Linked DNA regions of Sus scrofa: region 2 is linked to region 1. The links are chromatin contacts, called in public HiChIP or PLAC-seq maps. All regions are on one chromosome and are shown on one strand. The core of a region is the stretch at or near the end of the contact, and the rest is flanking DNA. Distances in the headings are between cores, read along the strand shown.

Evidence for each region. HiChIP or PLAC-seq counts read pairs in DNA pulled down with a chosen protein or histone mark.
Region 2: an H3K27ac HiChIP or PLAC-seq map of skeletal muscle shows a contact between it and region 1. The contact joins two enhancer-like sites. A contact is called at or near these places in 5 of 47 Hi-C or Micro-C datasets (embryonic fibroblasts, liver and skeletal muscle) and 1 of 2 datasets of contacts at active chromatin or transcription factors (skeletal muscle).

Annotation. Positions count from the first base shown.
Region 1 is chr3:93,395,455-93,398,023 of Sscrofa11.1, reverse strand. The region is part of intron 3 of STPG4; the gene reads right to left. Among named protein-coding and RNA genes, the nearest start is that of STPG4, 10 kb to the right of the region's middle. Within about 2 kb of position 1,298, at least 1 of the 83 cell types and tissues checked has an H3K27ac peak or open chromatin away from gene starts, as enhancers often do. A contact at or near this core is called in skeletal muscle, where this site is marked.
Region 2 is chr3:93,460,087-93,462,655 of Sscrofa11.1, reverse strand. All of the region lies in intron 19 of TTC7A (tetratricopeptide repeat protein 7A), which reads left to right. Among named protein-coding and RNA genes, the nearest start is that of STPG4, 75 kb to the right of the region's middle. Within about 2 kb of position 1,300, at least 31 of the 83 cell types and tissues checked have an H3K27ac peak or open chromatin away from gene starts, as enhancers often do. A contact at or near this core is called in skeletal muscle, where this site is marked.

The DNA of each region.
Region 1 (2,569 bases), core at 49-2,548:
GAGGAGAGAGTTCAAGAAATTGAGAAGCCAGATTTGGAAAATCATCATTGTCTATTGTGTACTGAAATTATGACAGGAGTAGTGGAAAGAGTGCCAAGGAGCAAAGGGAGCCAAAATCATCCAGACATGAGGTGCCAGAACCCAGGGATTAGTGGATGACGGCAACACAGGGGAAAAGTGGGTCATAAAACTACATAAGGAAGAGAGATGGTGCCACTTTTGTATGTGTGTTCTAAAATAAAAACATTACTTCTCTAATAAGAAAACACAGATTGTAAAAATTGCAGATCCATGATCAAATACTCTTTGGAAAAAGCCAGATACAGATGATTGCACACGCACACACACACACACGAAAGGATTCTTTGATACAGGTTCTCCAGTTGAGTTACATGCTTCAGAATCAAGGTATTAAAAATAGTAAGAGATGCAAACTATTGCCTTTGGAATGGATTAGCAATGAGATCCACTGGGAACTATGTCTAGTCACTCATGATGGAGCATGATAATATGAGAAAATAGAATCTATACACATAGGTGTAACTGCGTCACCATGCTGTACAGCAGGAAAAAAAATTGTACTGGGGAAATAACAATTAAAACAAACAAAACAAAACAAAATAGAGCTTTCTTACAAATAAAGAACAGCACTAATGAGGTATAACATAAATAATCTACGAAATTTAGGGCACTTGAGAATGTTGCTCTACCTCAATAAATAACAATGATGTATACTGTATTCACCTTAAATTCAAATTATTATTTTACTGAATCCTATTTAAAAAACTGAAGTTTGAATTTCATTGGTGCTGCGTAAGCAGTGTTACATCTGAATAGCCCTCCTCTTAATGACTGTATTGTCATATATCTTTGAAACAGAAAAGTAGGAAATCACTTAACTCTCCCAGTTTCCAGAGCTCAAGCCTTTGTGGGAGAGGGGGAGAAAGAGGAGAAAGGAACAGGAAAGTTACGTTTTCAGAAGGTTTTATCCAGCCCTTTGGGTAAGCCAAATTCTTTTGGTCTTTTAAAGCTTTAAATTTTGCCTAATACCAACCATGTAGATTTTCTACTTTCGACACTGGGCCCAGCGTTACCCTCAGAAACCTCTAAAAGCCAGCAGAGAAGCACCAGGAGGCGGTGGAGGCTGAGGCAAAATGCTCTCGCCTTGGAGGTGGCCAGAACGATCTCGCACGTCGCCAAGCTACCTGATACTAAGCCGTAAACGTCTAAGCATAATTTAGTGTTTGTATTCATCTGCCGAGGCGAACAGGATAAGATTAACCCGATGAGCATTTATCATTCTGCCCGGTGTCAAAGCTATAATTTGCAAAGCCGTAGGAAGGGTTCACGCTTGGGATACATGTGCTCATCCGGCTGGAAAGATTTCTAGTCCATCCTAATAACCACAACCCCTTTCCATTTAGTTCAACCTCCGGTTGCAATGCATCTACTCCGGGTATCACCATATTATGCTGACACGGTTGTAAAGCCTGGTACTATTTTTGGCTCCTTTGTAAATGGACGCTATTAAGGCCCAAAGTCCCAAATAACAAAGTCCAAATCCCAACACTGGCCCTTGGGCTCAGAAGCCTTCAGTTGAAAGTACTATCTCGCCTATTTATTTATTTATTTATTTATTTATTTATTACTTATTTCTTTTGCCTTTTTTAGGGTTGCATCCACGTCATATGGAGGGTCCCAGGCTAGGGGTCAAATCGGAGCTACAGCTGCCGGCCTACACCACAGCTCACGCAACGCCAGATCCTTAACCCACTGAGAGAGGCCAGGGATCGAACCCGAATCCTCATGGATCCTAGTCGGGTTTGTTAACTGCTGCACCACGTCGGAACTCCTGTGTCACCTATTTGTTAGCTATGCGCCTATGACCCTGCTGCTTCATCTCTATTCACCTCAGTTTTCTCATCTGTAAAAGGGGGATAGCATCTGTTTTGCTGGTTTCAGAATGCCTGCGAAGAACTACTAAGAAAATATATGTGGAAGCTCACAGTAAACTATTAAGAGCCACATGGAGGAGTTCCCGTAGTGGCTCAGTGGTTAACGAATCTGACTAGGAACCATGAGGTTGTAGGTTCGATCCCTGGCCTTGCTCAGTGGGTTAAGGATCCAGCATTGCTGTGAGCTGTGGTGTAGGTTGCAGACGCGGCTCAGATCCCGCGTTGCTGTGGCTCTGGTGTAGGCCGGCAGCTACAGCTCTGTTTCCACCCCTAGCCTGGGAACCTCCGTATGCCACAGGAAGTGGCCCTAGAAAAGGCAAAAAGACGGAAAAAAAAAAAAAAAAAAAGAGCCACAAGGAGTGAGGGTGGGGGATAAATTGGGAGGATGGGATTAACACATACACACTACTATGTATAAAACAGACAACCAACAAGGACCTACTTATAGCACAGGGAGGTCTACTCAATGTTCTATAGTAACCTATACGGGAAAAAGGAATGGATATATGTATAACTGACTCACTTTGCTGTACGCGTGAAACTAATACATTATAAAACAACTATACTCCAATAAAAAATTTTGTTTTTGTTTTTTAGGGCTGCACCCACGGCAT
Region 2 (2,569 bases), core at 51-2,550, 65 kb before region 1:
TCCCATCCCGGCGTGGGAGGCACAGCCGTGCCATCTCCCAGGTCAAGTGTCAGAAGCTGAAAGTCACTCAGCAGGTCTGGTCTCCTCTCTCAGCACAGGGTCGGGAGGGGTCAGCAGGGACATTGGGATGCAATCGAGATGCCGGTTCTGGGTTCCCACCTTCTCCCTGGAGACCTGTTCTCAGGGCAGCTGGGGGTCAGGGTGCCAAGAGGGTGCCGGACCGTGGGCCCTCGGCCCAGTGCCAAGCTGGGGGCAGAGCAGGTGAGACCTCGCATCTTCCTGGGGCGGGGCCCCGCCCAGTTGTCAGGCAGCAAACAGCTCGAGTTGCTACCAAACATGAACTGAACAGGCTGGTGTCTCGGGCAGGTGGCCGCAGATCCTGTTACAGGCCCTGGGCCTCCAGGCCCCAGCCTGACCCCGGTGTCTCCTTTCAGGCGCTAAGGTCAGCACCCCAGGGTTGGGAGGGGGGGACGTGATCCAACCCCAGGGGGAGCCTTGCCCTCTAAAGGAATCTGCTCTTCTGCACCCTCCTTGTCCCCCCTTCCCGCCACCCTGACCCTCTGTTCAGCTTGGGGACACTTCCATTTGCTGTCAGCCCCAACCTGCGCCTTGCTACCCAGTTTCAAATCCATCCTTGCAGAATCCCCACAGTAGCCTACAAAGGAGGACTGTTCGCTGCCCCAGATTACAGATGAGGAAACAGTGGCTCCGAGAAAATGGGCCACTTGCCCACGGTCACGGCCCTTGTCAGAGACAGAGCTGGGAGTCCAGCCCGGCCAGGTCTTCCAGCTCTGCAGCCCTGGGCTTTGTCCCTCTACACAGGACACACAGAGAAGCCTCCCCAAAACCTTCAGCACCGCGAGGAAAACCAACCCTCCGTCCCACCCCAAACATACCTGTGCCCTGTTCAGGCTGCAGATGCATCTGGGCCCCTTCCCAAACACCTACACACTTCTCAAGATCAGGGGTTTTTAAACTCATTTTTTAGCTGTAGAGCCCACTTTTCAAACAAAGTCTCCCATGGAAGCTCAATAGAGAAAACTTGGTGTGTAAAAACCACAGGGCCCCACCCCCGCTCTGGGAGGTGCTGCTGGCCTTCTCTGTCCGTCCTCGTTGCTCCCCCATGGGCAGCACTCACAGGGCTCAAACCTTCCATTTTTGGTGCTTAATTGTGGTGTCTGGCGGCCTGTCGTCTCGCCTTCCTGCCCTCCTCCCTGTGGGCCCTGTTCCATCATGAGCTGCTCAGGGTCCAGCTCCCAGGCCATGCGGGCAGAACAGCTTGGCCTGGAGCCCTGCCGGTCAGGCTGGGCACTGCCCTCCGGTCCCGGGCAGCCCTGAGTCAGCACCGCTCCTCTCTGGCCAGATCCAGGGGCTGTGCCTCAGCCTCCACCCTGCCCCTGGTTCCCCTGTGCGCCCCCATCCCTGCGGTTCCCTGAGGACGGCTTGGCCCTGCCTCGAACAGCTCCCCTTCCCTGCCCGGCCCCCTGGCCACCAAGACAGCCAGCCGGCACCTCCAGAGAGGGAGAGAGGGGCTTTTCTAGGGCTTCCTGAGCCCCATCTTTTACTCTTGCCTAATTGGTCGTGTTCCAGGCCCTCAGAGGACTTTATGAAATCAGCCATGTGCATCTTCCCCAGTGGGTCTCCATAGCAACGGAGGGCCTAACTCTGGGGAGTGCGGCGGGAGGAAAATGTTCCAGCTAAAAATGTACATGGCCATCCGTGGGCGGGCACCCGCGAGGGGGCTCCAGGCACATAGAAGGCAGCTCCTCAGCCCCCGCCTGTCCAGGAAGCCAGTGTGGTTCAGGCTTTATCTATGGCTTTGAACGAGAGGCTGGCCCCCGGCGCTGTGTGCTGCTCTGTGACACCTTTGAGGGCTGGAACACACTTGGATGGGTTGGTGCAAAGCAACCTTTCTGGGACTGGAGGTCACATGAGGACCCTGGCCCCCCACCTCCCCACATCCTCCTCAGTGTGGGTGGACGGGGACATCAAGGAACAGGGTGCCAGTTTCACTTCCCAACCCTTTTGGGACCAGTCCCATCACTTCCTCTATTGCTCAGGGTCGTTGGAGCCAAACAGCAGGGCCAAGCCTCCTGGGTGGTCCTGACCCCTCCGCAGAGGCCCTCCCCTCACCCAGCATCCATCCGTCCCTGTCTCTGGCCATCTGACTCTCTTCCTGCACCCCTCGCCTGCCAGGCCAGGCTGGGCTGGGTTTTAAGTCCCAGGAGGACAGGCCACTGCTGTAGGCACAGGACCTGTCCCTCCACCCTCAAGCCTGGAGTGTACCCTCCTCGGTCTCGAGTGTGCCTTGGGGAGAAGGGCGGTGCCACAGTGCAGCACAGGGACTCAGGGTCCACACCCATGACTTCGAGTTCACACATGCCAGGCATCATTCAAGTGCTTTGCCTGTACTGTCGTGTAAACGTCACAACCCTAAAGGTGGGCACGGTGGTCCTTCGCATTTACAAATGAGGAACCCAAGGGCCAGAGAGCGGTGACGTGCCCAGAGTCCCGCAGCTGTACTGGGGAGACCCAAAGCCAGGTCTGCTGAGTTGAAAGCCCATCCCCT